2 separate regions of the Gossypium hirsutum genome follow, and region 2 is linked to region 1. The links are chromatin contacts, called in public Hi-C maps. All regions are on one chromosome and are shown on one strand. Each heading gives the region's core, a stretch centred on a gene start, on an enhancer-like site or on the middle of the called end of the contact. The rest is flanking DNA. Distances are from core to core; before and after follow the strand shown. Region 1 holds the start of LOC107936180 (molybdenum cofactor sulfurase). Region 2 holds the start of LOC107936175 (ethylene receptor).

Region 1 (7,904 bases), core at 2,698-5,197:
TTTGGGGAGAAAATTTTCAAGACAAGATAATTAAGCGCTTTTCAGTTTTTATTTTGATATTTGCTACTTCGAAATTTCTAGACATTAAGAGCAAAGAGTAAAGTAAAATCATATCTGACTACAACATAACATATTTACACATAATATGCAGCTTCCTTGCCATAGAAAATAAGCCTATTCATAGAAAATAAGCCTATTTCAGCTACAGCTACTACTCTTAACATAAATTTTCCTTAATTACTAATTTTTGTTGAAAATGAAAATGATTAGATTACACACAGACCTCTAAGATGGGAAAATATTGCTATCCTAGTTGATCAAGGATGATTTTTTAGTTAAATTAACAAAACCTACTTAATGAGAAAGAAAAGAACTTATGGGGAAAATATCATATTAAAACTGAATTAAATGAGCAAGAAAATCTCAGTTATCACAGACTCCTTTGTAAATCTGATTCCTTCATCTTTTCCCCATTTTGGTTAACCTGAACTGTTTATTTCATTATGGTTTATGTGTTCAGAACAGAAACTGCATAGAAGTTGCCCTTTCCAGATCAGGCCACTGTTATTAGAGGTAAAAAGTAGACAAACATATTTAGAAACACAGTATGAAAGCTACATACTTTGAATATGGAGAGCCTTCCAAAATTTTTTCTGCATTTTGCTTAACATTATTCACCAAATCAAGGCTAAATCTCATTCCAGAGAAATTGCACTCTGAGGGGAAGGCAAATAAATTGTAAGCATCGCCTGCAACAATAAGAAAAAGATATGACGCTAGAAAGTGGCAATGACAAAAACAAGGACTCCATATGCTTTTCTTCTTCTTATGTAATTATTTGAAGAAAAAAGTTATTATGGTTTTTCAAAAACAACATTTCCATTTTCTTTACTCATGCATCCAATAAGATAAACCTCTTATGTTTTGTATTTACTAGTAGACCTCTTATTGTTGAGCAAAAAATACCGATAAGAAAGAAATACTGAAATCCTTTTGGAAGTCTTCCATGTTATCATTTTTCACTCATTATTTATATTAGTTAAATTGGCATTAGTGATCTATATGCGAGAAAAAGAATTCCAGCATGCAGTCGACACTAATAACAGCCAAAATTATCTTCACAAGAAGCTCAATATATGGTACCAAACAGAAATCCAACGTTTTGAAATAAAGTTACATGTACAAAAGGACAAATTTTAAACTGAATTAAATCTCCAAAATGACAATATCCTAGAATTGACTATGGATCAAAGATGTTTTATGGAAATTTCGCTAACCAAAATAACAACCCCAGAACAATAGAAGAGTAACAATAGAAGAGTTAAGTTAAAGCCAGAAAACAGAAAAGAATAGGTTTCTACAAGAACTTACATGGTTTAGCATGGATGAGAGTAGCAGGGTTTGCAAATTAACAAATAGATGGATGCAGTAAGGAAATCCTAGAGATGACTTCTATCAGTCTGACCTAGACAAAATTCAAGTTTTATCCATAAACTAAGGCAGAAGATACAGAGTCATGCTTCCTGAACTCTTATCCATTTAATCCTTTAAATAAAGCTCACTTATAAATGCACTAACCAAGGGTTCATATCTTGGGATCAGGCTCCCCTACATTAATTTTCTATCTATTACTTTCCAGCACATCTATCACCACCATCCATATGCATAGGATCCAAACGTGATTGGTGAACACATACCTGTGAACAGTGATTAATGTGTATTGGAAAGTTACAGACAAAGAATCAATTAAGGAGCACCCGACCCCTGCTGAGAGTTACTAACAAACAAAAGGTAATAAACTTCCTAATATAAAATAGCACACAATCAACCCACCAAAATGTAAAGGAGATTTAAATTAAGCTATCTAGGAAAATGAGATCCTATTGCCAAAATGACCTTGACCATGATGATATGTGCAACCACACATAATATCCATGCATTTGCATAAAGTTCCATAGTCAAGAACTTTTATCTAATGGCTTCTTTCAGCTAGATATCAGGTATAGAATTCACCAAAGGAGACCCAAATTAATATGCAAATATTAGTTATTTCACCCTGAATCATTTCTCTAACAGGTATCAGTAGTAAATTAAGTTAACATATTTATCCAAATGTTACCTGTAAGCTCCCCTTCCAAAATTTTTGCTTCATTTCTTATCTGCACTGGATGCTGTAACACCTTACATGAAGTCAGAGAGCTTCTAGATGCTCCATCCTGATCCACAGCCTCATTTATATCAACTGCAAAGGCTGCAGCTCCTTGATTGAGAGCATATCTAATAAATTATTAAGGACACACAAAGTTACAGATTCAAGAATATTAAGAGAAGGAACAAAAATGCTGATCCTTTTCTGTCATATAATACACAAAACAAAACATACTATAAGTAATATCACTGTGGATATAAGATGAACTTAGAACAGAAAAAAGAAAACACACATACACACAAAACATGACTGCACTGGCCAGAATTTATGATAGTACTCCCAAAACTAGAAGTGGCAGGATACTCTCTAAGACCAAGTACGCTATTATGATTTTCCATTGTGTACATAAAGGTGCTCTTACAGCTCCAGGGAAAGTTCTCCCCTATGAGTTTCAATGCAGCTGTTGCCCCAGAAGTGAATATACATTTATAATCCTTTTGAGAAGCATTGCAGTAATCGAGGACCTATATAGCAAGAAAAATATACAAAAATAAAAGACAATTATTCTGATACCACAGGTTAAAAAAAATGATAATTTATTTCAAATTGAACTAGAGCACAAGTACCAATACCTATAAACTATTTATGACTTCATAGACCAAATAAAACCAGGCCATTTGAAATGTAGAAACTTTAAAACAAATTTCAGCAAAGAAATAAGAACAACAGAAAACAAAGTAAAGTAACATTCGTGGTACCTGTCTGCGTGCTTCCCTTACAATGTCACTAGTGGCTGAACTAGAATCACTTTGGCTATCTTATAGAAGTAGTCAAGAAGAACATAAGGCATAGTTCTATATAAGACCTATTATTTCTAAGCACGAATAAGACAATAAATTATGACCCAAACTGAAACAAGAGAAGGAACCTCCAGCTTTTCAGCCAAAAAACACATCAATAATCTGAGTTACTGCAATGTCACAATCAAAACAAACCAAAACCAGTACCAGATATTCCTAAAGGGCTTGTATTCCCAAATCATGGTAAGATAATACTTCTCAAAACAGATTAACTGAACAAATTTCTAGCTTTTCCGTCCAAAAATACAATGCAGGATAAAAATCAAAACCAAACTAATGCAGTGCGGATCTTGCTAAAGGGATTTTACTCAGTGCTTTAAAGAACTCATAATCATTTATAAGATTAACATACAATAGGGAAGACATTAGTCAATAAGAATAGTTGGAATTTCATCGAATTTCAGAGAAAAAAACAATACCAGCTTTTGAGTTAAGAGGATACGAGGATTTCCATAAACAGTAGTCGTAAGATCTTTAAAGATAGCTTCCATCTGCAACTCGGAGTAAAGGGTTGCTCCAGCATGATCCAAATACACAGTATCTACAGTACCCAAAGCTCAAAAATAGCTAATCAAAGTACCCAAACCCAAAGCATCAAACAAAAACTCGAAATTCCAACTCTATCTTCTGAAATTTCAATTATTTCTTACTTGAAACAATAAAAGGAATATAAAATATCAATAAAAATTTGAATAAAGAAAAAAAGTTGACCTTCTAATCGCTTGAACTCGGTGGAACGAATTTCGTCGATGGACTTAGGGGCGTTGGGGTAGCCGTAAAAGTCACCGAATTCCTTGAGAAACTCTTCCTGGCCGTCCATTTGCAGAGAACTTTCAGGGTTGGGATATGGTGATAAAAACAATAATGTTGACCAGCAGATAGATTGGAATGAGCTGAGGGTACTTGTCCTCTAGCTTCTTCCCGAGGAACTAGCTCGGGACGAGTCAGAATTCAGAAACGTTTAAGAATTCAGACACGTTGCCTCTATGATTCTATTGGGTAAATTTTACCAAAGGTCACTCATATATTAGTAAGTTTACATTTTAGTAACTCCATTTGAAAATATTGCAAATTGATCATTGAACTATTCGATGGTTACAAGTTAATCACTGGCCCATTAAGTGCTAATAGATGTCAAAGGTCGGGACAGGTAGTTTACAATTTAGTCACTCAATTTCAAAAAGTTAAGGTTGGTCATTGAATTATTAATAAATTTGCAAATTTATACTCTGGTCACTAAATTTATGCATCATCACTCCCTAACCCAATAATCTAAACAACATAATAACAACTCACAAGCGCGATCAAAGCATACAAAAACATAAATAAGAAAGAGGAAGAAACTCTCATATTTCAATGAGCTCTAAATAAGACCTAAGAAAGCAAAGGGATAGGATAAAATTAGAGAAAAGATAATCAAAATATGTTTTTAAAAAAAAGATGCTCAAATGTACTAGATTCAATAAGAAGTTAATCAGATAATTTCAATCAAAGAGAAAGTTCCATTGAGAAAATGAACATATCGGAGTTAGGTGACCAATCATCAACAATGGATTAAGATCGCAGAGCATCTCCATTAGGGCTTTAGGTTTAAATTAGTGGAGTTTTAGACCATTTCAAGAAAAATCAAACCATAATTTTGAAAAAGGAGGGGAAAAGCTCTAGCTTAGTGTTATTCTTTGTAAAGGGAGGAAGCCAAATGGTAGCAAGATTACTAGAATACAACAGAGAATAAGGTAATTAAAACCTTAAAACTTTCGTATAGCTTAGCGACCAACTTGTAACATTTTTTTTTGAAATAGTTGAGTGAACTTGAGCTTGGTTTAACCTATGATAAATTGCGAACTAATGATCATCAAACATTTGTCAGCAACTTAATGGCCTAATGATTTAAATGATAATTTTTGAATGATTTAGTGACCAATTTTTAACTTTTTGAAATTGAGTAATTAAAGTGTAAACTTACTAATATAGAGTAACCTTAGGTATAGTTTACCCATTTTATATTTTATATAATCTTTTAGGCAGTAACACTAATATCATATAAATTTTCTTCTCTTTTTTCTTCTCTAGAATATATATTGGTTGAGAGGAGGCCGATTTCTTCAAGAGTTATCTTCAAAGTGTTGTCCTTCGAGAGCCAATTAACTTCTCAACGAGTGATATTGTCCTGAATTAGGGTTTTGTTTCCTAACTCTGGTGAAAACTCGAGGGCTTGAGTTAGTCTGGAGAGACAAACAAATTCAATAAAGTAGGAATGCTTCGTTGAATACGGTTTATGCATGATACACAACCACTTATTAGGGAAAAGTGAACATTTGGATTTGATAGAGTTTGAACCTATACCTTACAAACATATAAAATACTTGTAGGTGACTAATGCTACCACTAATTCTAATAAAATATGGATATGGTTGCTACTAAATTAAGTGAATCTTGTTTATTTTTTATAGGCGCAATTTATGTCGTAAAAATATCAAAATTTGGGGTAAACTTGTGCAAATTGTGGCATGAATGATTGTAATTAAGGCATAGGCGACACGTGAGGACTTTTGGATAAAGGCAATTGCTATGATATTAATTTTAGATAATAGTTGTTTTGTAATTTGTATTTAATCAGTTTGGATTTTTATTATATTAGATGATTTTGTTAATTTTGGATTTTTATTATGTTTATCTTCTATTTTATTTTAGGTACTTATTATTTTAGAATATTATTTTGGATTATATATATCATTATAGAGACCTTCTCTCTCTATATTTTTATATATTTAGTTGAATTTATTAGAATTAGATCAAATTAAGATAATTTATACATTTTAAAAATTATTTTTTAAAATTATGATTAAATTAATATAATATGTAAAAATTGAGGGTTAAATTTGTTATTATACCAATTTTCTTAACTGACACGTCAACTTGTTCTTTGTGATTTTAACGAGAGTGACCAAAATGATTGAACTAAGTAAAATTAGTGCTTAAATTGTAAACCTTTTTATTTTGGGTGCCTAAAATTAAAATTTTTTATAATCGAGTGACTATCTATGTAAAAAAAAGAAAATAACAATTAAATCAACAAAATTAAAAGATATATAGCATGTGCATGCATTATTACTTTTAAACATATTAAATTATAAGGCATTTTAAAATTTATGCATATTATAGTGTATAATATATTATTTTTATAATATTAAAATAATATGTTTTAATAGCATACAATATACGATTTAGAATACATTTTTTTTGTATTAATTGCGAAAATGTACAAACTTTTAAAATAAATTTAATATTTTGTAATTAATACATACAATTAATCCGTGCATCGCACGGGATAAAAAAAACTATCAGAATACTAATTTAATAAAAAATATATTTCATAACTATAACTATTGTTGTTATAAGTAAAAAAATATTATAAAGAGTTAAAATAAAAGTAAAAAAAATCGATTTTACTAAGAATTTAACTGTTATAAGGAGAGTTTATTGTAGTTGATGAGTGTCGAATCCACCAATATAAACCTACGCCTTAAATTGTAAATTATGCAGTATAGGGAGTAGGGTCGATCCCTCAGAGACTGGTTTACAGCAAATTATTCCTTTCTTGACCAGATTTTTGTCGGGGCAGCTGTCGTGCCCAAGACATTCAGGGGGATAAAAATTTGAAAACCTGAAATTAACAGAAAAATAATGTCAAAAGTAAAAGTTGAAAACAGAATAATAAAAACCGTGAAATAAATATTAAGAAAAATTAATTAGAATGAGCTCAGCTTTAGGCGCGAATTTTCCTCGTCTTTGAACCGATCCTCAAAATTGGATGAACTCCTCTTTTCCAATAAGCTAGTTATAGCTACCAAGGACGCCTCGGACTCCAACTCTTCCTTGTGTAAATTAGTTATAGAACGTCCAATAACTAACTCTTACCGATCGAACAACCACGAAACGTTCGTGATTTAGAACTCCGGCAGCTTTGCGTTCTAAAAGAGCCTAGCTCGAACCAATGCCCTCAACCGCGTGGGACATTTAAATCCGGTTACTATTTCCCTTGACGGAACCAAACAGCAATCTCCACTTGGCACGCCAATGTGTTCACAGAAAACCGATTGGAAACGTTCCTTTTGGAATTCCAACTGTACGTCTAACCACACTAAATCAAACGACGTCTTTTTTGACTTAGTGTTGATCTGACTTTGTGAGTTGACAAAATCATACTCTTAATCCGGAGAAGTAATAAGTACTGGAATATTAGGAGTTAAATGGCTCGGGTTCGTAACTCACAGGTTTTGACGAGGCTAATTTAGGCCTAAGCTGAAAATGGGTTTAGTTGGCTAAGGTTTGGGGCATATTGGTATTGGAATAATTAAATAAGGTAAAATGGGTGGAAAACTACTGAAAATAAAAAGGGAATTTGAAAAAGGAATTGCAAATGGCTTAATTTGGTGGCTACTAAGAATTAATAAATTGAAGGAAAAGAAATTAAAGGCAGCAAAAGAATTCGTGACTAGAAGAGAGAAAATGTATTGAAAGATGAAAGCTTAATATTTTGATTGATTGATGAAATGATGAACAATACAAGCTCTATTTATACTAGTGGATTTACTAAATTAGGAGCCAACTAGTCATAGGAAATTAAGGAAAAATATCCCATAATAAAATAAATCCCAAAATATTATCCCACTAACTCAAAAATTTCAGCTAATTAATCTTGGAAAAATTCTTCTTTGGCCCTCCTTTGCTTCTTTCTTCAATCTAGCCCGATTGTTTCCTTTTTCTTCTATTTAGCCCCAAATTGCATTCCTGTACAAAATTTAATAAATATGGCAAAATTAGTGGTGCACTTTCATAAATTAACCAAATTAATTACATAAAATATGTAACTTTAGTATTTAATCAGTAGT
Region 2 (7,904 bases), core at 3,225-5,724, 190 kb after region 1:
TGTCAAATCTTATGTGATATAATTTAAAATATTTTTTAAAAATAATAATTTTGAGGTTTTCAAAGTTTTTTTTATGGAAGCTTTATTATTCACTTTTTTTTTCAGTTTCTCTTTTTCTTTTTACTTACTTTTAAAAGTTATGCAGTCATTTATTGTTATTATTAAAGAGTAATTTTATGATCCACCATAATTCGGGTAATCACTATTTCAATAAAAAAAGTAAAGGCATCCATGAAAAATAAGAAAAGAAAATGTGTATGTTATAATAAATAAAAATCATTAGTAGAATTCTGTATCATTTGTAAACTCAGCTACAAGTTTTGTTCCTCACAACAACCTATTACAAAACCCCTTTCCATAAATTTTGTTTCCTTTTGCTTGTTGCACAAGAAACTCAAAAAGAAAATTATTTTGCACCAACTCCTCTATAATTCTTTTAAATCCTCTGGTTTTGCCTGCAATGTAGTGATTCTTTCATGGTCTTCCCCCTTTTTTGGGGGGGTTTATGTCTCCCTGTAATTGGTTGGTAACGAGACACTGTCTTTGTGCTTATATTGCCTCGAAAAGAACTCGATGCTCCAAAAGATCCGATAAAACACTTCTCATTTTATCAAGTGAAACAGGTTTCAATATAATACCATCCATACCGACTCTCATGCAGTTCTCTTTCGTCACCTTGTCTGTATTTCCGGTGAGCGCTACTATTATCGGCCTTTCATGGCGTTTTGTGAATTTCTCATTTATGCGGATTGCGACTTCGTAACCATCCATACCAGGAACACAAACATCCATGAAAACAACCTTGTGCTCATGAGAAACTACACGCAAACACTCTTCCCTTGAGCTTACCATCGTTACATCACACCCAAGATGCACAAGAAGCCCCTTAGTCACCATCCGGCTAACCCTGCAATGATGGCATAACAACTCCATGTTCATTCACTTGGCATGGAGGAAAAAAACAGTACTCATAATCGAATTATTCTACATCAGTCCATCAATCGAAAACACCCCATCCCATTTAATGTAACAATTTATCAGCTCAGTGAAAAGCATGTTTTTATCATATGCAAATCATAATGATAGCAGTGTGAATTTACCATTAATGCATATGGAAGAAGCATACATGAAAATAATATGCAACTAAACAAGCAAGAAATACGAGTACCGGATATATCTTATCATCTGTAACTACGAAATATGATCAAAAACATTATCAAATAAATAGGAATTAACATGAACAGGATGAAACTGACCCATTCTCATCCATAACCAGAACTTTAAGCCCGGGAAAAGCTGTTGGACCATGATTTGTTGGTACTTTAGGCATGAAAGGAAGTTTAGGTTCGTTCAACCGTTCCGGGATGCCGAGTTTTACCATGAAGATAGCAGTACATCCCTTACCAAGACCTTCACTCTCGATCCAAATATGTCCCTCCATTAGATTTACAAATCTGATCACATAATAAAGAAGGTAAAACATTAGGCAGATAGCTAAAAAATCAAAAACACCAGTATAGAGGTTGGGCTGAAGCCAATGCACTACAACAATAACCGAGATGCTAACTAAGTACAGGGAAAAAGTGTACCTCTTACAAATGGCAAGACCTAGACCACTGCCACCAGAATTTCGTGTTGCCGTTGATTGAGTTTGTGCAAATTTGGTAAATAACTTTGGAATATCTTGGGGGCTAATCCCTACACCTGAATCTTTCACCTACACCAGAAGCGAAGAAGCATAAACATTAATCAACCACTAAAGATAAAGCATAATACAACTGGCAACAACAGAACCAACCTGTACACGCAAATAAAAGTGATTATCGCTGGGCACAGGGAAAAATTCAGGGGTCTGAGAATCTCTCAGTAATTCTGATTTTGTGACAAAAGCAGTGATTGAAATGCTGCCCTCCTTTGAAAATTTCACAGCATTACCAACGACATTTAAAATTGTTTGCATCAGGCGCTTCTCATCACCAATGGCATATTCAGGCAAGTCCGGAGCCAAATTTAATGAAACATGAAGCTTTTTAACAGATGCAATGGGCTTGATCAAGTTAAGGACCTACAACACAATAAAACCATGTTACTATAATGAAAAAACACCGAGCAGCAATTTTAAAAATTTTCCAGAAGCCAAAGAATGAAATTCTACCTCTCTGAATACGGCAAAAAGGTTAAAAGTTCCAAGGTCTAGTTGAAGGCTGCCATCTTCCAGCCTCGAAAGATCCAATACATCATTTATTAGAGTTGAAAGAAGGTTACTACTCTTGAGAATCGTTTCAACCATCAGACGTTGTTCAGGTGTTAACTCGGTTTCCTGCAGTAAAGAAGATAGAGCAATAATAGCATGCATTGGGGTTCTCATCTCGTGATTCATAACAGCCAAGAAATCATTTCGAGCACGGATTGCCGTCTCTGCTTCTCTTCTGGCAAGGTCAAGTGCAACATTCTGCTCCATAAGAAGATCCCTAGCCCTCATTGACTCTTCTAAAATTGCAGCATGTGAAAGAGCAACGGCCACCTGATTCATTATACAAATGTACAAATCAAGTGCTTTTAGCAACATTGATATCTGGAACATATGCAACAATCTAAGAGCGACAAACTTAGTTACCTGATCAGCAACTACTTCAACAAGCTCCAGTTCGTGGGCATGCCATTGCCTTGCACTATCAGAAGGGAGCATCAAAACCATCAAAGCATATCGTTTTGTTGAAAGTTCCGGCCAATCGTTAATTTGGAAGTTAGAGAGATGCAGGAGTGGGACACGAACAGCAACCACCTCCCCAGGCATGTACTTCCCTGCGGGGCGTATTCGCGCCACGGGACATTTTGGGGATATTTTTACTGCATGACTGCTACTAAATACCTGATTGATCACAGGAAGATGGATTGGTACAGTATACCCAACTGGATTCTGTTGACGAAGAGTGTATGAAAGTTGGAGCTCAAGTCCAGTACGTGTTGGCATCCACAGGGCACATTCTTCTAGTGCCAAAGTTCGACCCAATTCAACAAGAGTGGTTTTTAATATTGTATGTCTATCCAAAGTGCTTCTGATCTCATGTGTAAGCATCCTGACATGTCGACCTGTTTCCTCTTGTGTACGAATTAGACCCATTTCTCTATCGAGCTCGGCGGCCTTATTTTTCAAAAATAATTCTCGGGTTTTAACACTCAATAAATCAGGAATAATATGCACCAGCATCAAGGCAGTTGCACACGATACCACAGCAGTAAAAACCTTAGCAGTCGTCATTACCATAGCCACAGTTCTCGTATGCATTGTAAAAGTCCACAAGTTAATAAGATGCGTTGCACCACAAAGTACTATAAAGGCACCAAATTGCACAAGTACCCATCTATATGGAAACACGGCAGATTTCTTCACAAAGTATATAAGCTCTAAAGGAATTGAGAAATAAGCAAGCGCAATGAAGAAGTCGGAAATATATTGATATTTCATTAACAGATCATCTGGTGGCCATTGCGGCTCAATACAGTTGCAAGAATCCATTCTGATTGAATCACCTAGGCTCTCACTCCTTCTTCATATACCTGAAGGAGAAAGGTAAATCATAACATGCAAAGACCAATATGCATGATTAACAACATTGAGAAAGACATTTAGATTCTGCAATACCTAACAATTACATACACTAAGTTATCAGATTAATCAAAGAAAGTCGGCAACAAATTCAACAGAAAAGGAAAACAATTTCTCATACTATGATAGCAAAACCATAAAAGAACAAAAGAGTTTCAATCCAACAAACTAGCAGAAGCCACTAGAATTATGCACTTCACACAAATCTGTGATAACAGTGACACTTGAAATGACATACCCAAGTTCTAGAACTTGTAAAATCAAAGTAAAATGAAAAGTAGACCATGAAAACGATAAAGCAGTTTGTAGTCAAGTAATACATAAATATCTTCTACGGTAAATCAAACAATCAAAACAAAATTACACTCGTGAGACCAATTAAATCATTCAAATTATCCAATCCCCAAATCATTAAAAGAAAAAAATAGAATCTTTTGTTCACAGCTGAAAGCAAAAGCTTGACCTGGAACCAGAGAGAAAGAAATGGTGGGTTTGGAAGAGAAGAAAGGAAACATAAAAACCCAAGTTTCCAATAATTGAAACTTACCCAAAAAACCAATCAAGCTAGTAAATTTTACTAGCTGAAAAATCAAAGAAAATTCCCCCCTCCCTTCCAAAAAAAACCAAAAACAATTTGAAAAGGATAGGAGAGAGCAAAAGTACCTTGTTGAGTTTTGTCTTTTTAGCAGCTTAATTGCAAATATTTTCCTTCAAGACAACATTTTTAACGATCTATAAAAGGGGGGGTTGTCTTTGTTCTTACAAGGTATAAGGGGGAGTGGGAAACTCGAATGTAGACAGAGCAGAAAAGAAAGTAGGCGGCTTATGATGTTCTCACTTACCCGTGAGATTGGGTTTGGTAACAGACGAACTAATCAAGTCCGTTTCGACCTTTTGAGTTATTACTTGATCATTAATGATGTGGGACCCAATGAGGTCATGATGTATGGCTGAGATTATGTTAGAGTTTCACAGATGGGTGAGGATAGAGTGTTGAAATCTTCCCCCTAAAAAGGGAAATGGGGACCCAATTTGGATGACAACTTGTGTTTCTTTGGCTTTCCTTTTTTGAAGTTTTGTTCTTTTTGAAATTACTTCTCTCCTTACATCATTTTCCTTTATTGGAAAAAGTCTAGGGAAAGACGGTTATCTTCCTTCTTAGTTAGATATATTATCGGTCCTTAAAAAGATTAAAAAAATAATTCACGCAAAAATAATTATGGATGAGACTCATTAAAATAAAAATAGATATTCAATTTCTCTTAATATTTTGGGAACACTTTTTGTAATTTAATAGAATTAGAGAGATTTATAATATATATATATGTGGTTAATGGTGAAAATTTATATCAATACACGTAAAAATTCGTAATTTTAATTATTAATTCAAAATTGATTGCTATATGCTTTTGAATTAAAACAAAAATAATAGCTTTCAAAAAAATAAATAATAAAATACTTAGTAAATAGGAGAGGAGAGGCCCATTGACCTAGCAAATCTAACCCATAAAACTAGTATTCAACCCAACAAGCCCTAAAATAAACCTTTTCTTTATATAAGAATATCTTGATAATAGGCCCAATTTATACATGTTTTATACTTAATTTTGATAATTTTAAGTTTATTATATAATTTTTTTTATTAGTTGCAAAAGTAAGATTGGAAAGTTAAGAAAAGTCGTTGATTCGAGTTGTCGTAAAAGTTTGAGCTGGTGAACCAATTGAAGGACTAAGATACAATTCCGATATGGAATCGTAAGATTTGAACCTACACTTAAAAACCTTCATTCTGGTATTTTTTATTTCTTTGGTTTAAGAGATAGGCATCATCGTCTCAGAAAGTTGTATTGGAACAAAGTCAAAAAGAGCTAGTTGATTCGATGTTGATAGATATACAATTGGAAGTACCGAGTCGACTGTCTATCGTATTCGGTCTACCGTAGAACACATTAGCATGTCCAATTAAGTAGTTGGTTGGATCCATCAAGGAAAATAGCAATTGGATCTAAATGACCTGCGCGGTTGAGGCTGTTGGTTCGAGTTGGATCCTTTTAGTTCACAAAGCTACCAAAGAGCTAAATCGTTGACACATGTTTCATGGTTGTTCATTCAATAAGGGTTAGTTGTTGGGCATTCCCACAATTAATTTACATGCGGAAAGGTTGGTGGTCTAAGGCGTCCTCAATCACTAAAACTAACTTATCGATTGAAAGAGATAATTTGTTATCAAGGATAGGTTTAAACCAAAGCAAAATCAAGCCTAAAGCTAGAATTTCATCATATGGGTTTATTTAATTAAATTTTGTTTTTGCTTATTTTTACAATTATTTTAATTTTATTTATTTTTAATTTTATCATATTTAAATTTCCTTTTAACTTTTGCACAGACCGTCACATGTCGTGGGCATATAGCTGCCTAGACGTGTAATCTAGTTGGACCAAACAACAATTTTAGATATCTCAGTCTCTGTAGGATTGACCCTACTTCATTTACTACTATTTATTTATTGTTTAGGCGTAGGAAATTATTATTTTTGATGGATTTGACACTCATCATGTAACAACCAAATAGTCACAAGTGTCGGAAAGTGCATTTCCGAAACTTCGTTACCGTAAATCGGACTCGTAAATATTTATTAAAAAATATTTACGAAGTTAGTTGTGTAGTTAAATATGTTTTGGTTAAGTGAATTTGCATGAATTAAAAGTAATTAGGTATAATGACTAAATTGCATATAAGGTGAAAGTTGAATTATAGATTAAAGAAAAATTAAAAGGACTAAGGAAACAATTTTGCCATAGTTTATAAATGAGGCAGTAAGGGTGAAATTATTATAAAATTTTAAGTTAAAATATATATTATAATATGTTACTTAATAATTAAGTATATATATATTATAATAATAATAAAACAAATAAATAAAAGAAAAAGAAAGAAAAAAGAAGAGAAAACCAAAACGAAGCAAAAAGAAAAATAAAGAAAATGGAGAAAGAAGGAGACGATGGGCTTTAGGGTTTCAAAGTTTTCAAGTTAAATTGGTTAGTTAATTTAGTCCATTTTTCTTGTAATTTTTATGTTTTTGGAATTCCAGTGTTAAATACTACCTGACCCATGTCGAAATTTTAGAAATTATTGAGTTTTTAAATGTTGACTATGTTGAATTGTAGAATAAATTGTAAAATTTGAGTAATAATGGCTAAATTGTGAAATTTTGAAATGTAGAGATTTAAGTGAAAATAGGGAGTTAAATTTAGTTTAAAGTGAAAATTAAATGAAAATATAGAATTAAATGTGAAGAAATATAGTTAGTCTTAGTTTAAGAACTAAATTGGAATTTAGACAAATATTGATTAAAAATTAAAATATTCAATATGAAATTGAATTGTGTTGTGTTGTATTGATGAATTTTAATTGTTTTAATTTCGTAGCTAACGTTGTACCGAAATCCTTTACTAAAAAGGGGAAAGATAAAGTCGATGGGGAATAGCTCGGAATTTCTGATTTGTACTTCTATAATCCGGAACTAATTATTAAATGTTGTATTTTTTATTTAATGCATATGGTAAGTGTTGAGGTGAGTATTTGACACTTTGACATTGAATTGAATTAAAGTTGATTGAATGGATTGAATTGATATATATATTATGAATGTATTGATTATTGAATTGAAATGAATATATATATGTGCAAATATGATAATTGAATTTTGGTTGTATTTGGAAAGTGAAATTAAACCCTATTAACTGTATCGGGCTGAGTTGGATATAGATGGCATGCCATAAGATTGGAAGAATTCAGGGATATCTTTGAGTTCGAGTTCATGAGACACTGGGTGTCAATCTATCACTTCAGATTTATTTGATGAGGCACTGGGTGCCAATTTACTTCGATTTAACTGATGAGGCACTGGGTGTCAATTTACTACTTCGAATTATCTGATGAGGCACTGGGTGCCAAATTGGTGTGTTTGGTTGGATCTGTGTATTCGTCCGAGTCCGAGTCGTGTTAATAGGGGTAAATAAATAATGAAGTTCTATAATTGATATTGAAATGACATGGTATGAGAAATGGAAGTGATATAGTGGATTAAAAATAGAATGTGAAATATGTTGTAAATACATGGAATATACGAGTTATATACTCATGAATTGAATATGGAATGGATAATGTCATTGTTTAAATGAAATGTAAAACGGATTGTGAAAAGCTATTTATATAGCAAGTATGAGAATTGGGATAATTGTGAAACAAATGAAATGTGATATGCTATTGTGTATGAATTCAAAGAGTTGG

Evidence for each region. A called contact is a pair of places that touch in the nucleus more often than the background predicts.
Region 2: a Hi-C map of leaf shows a contact between it and region 1, with 2.3 times the contacts expected there. The contact joins the promoter of LOC107936175 here to the promoter of LOC107936180 in region 1. A contact is called at or near these places in 2 of 34 Hi-C or Micro-C datasets (both in leaf).

The regions. Positions count from the first base shown.
Region 1 is chrD01:3,195,527-3,203,430 of Gossypium_hirsutum_v2.1, forward strand. LOC107936180 (molybdenum cofactor sulfurase) reads right to left here and starts at 3,948. Exons shown (of 21, transcript XM_041086782.1): 1 at 3,721-3,948; 2 at 3,429-3,550; 3 at 2,513-2,673; 4 at 2,120-2,277; 5 at 623-716. The coding sequence starts at 3,829.
Region 2 is chrD01:3,381,691-3,389,594 of Gossypium_hirsutum_v2.1, forward strand. LOC107936175 (ethylene receptor) reads right to left here and starts at 4,475. Exons shown (of 7, transcript XM_016868850.2): 1 at 4,274-4,475; 2 at 2,618-3,561; 3 at 2,156-2,524; 4 at 1,799-2,065; 5 at 1,590-1,717; 6 at 1,257-1,454; 7 at 240-907. The coding sequence starts at 3,520. The coding sequence ends at 550.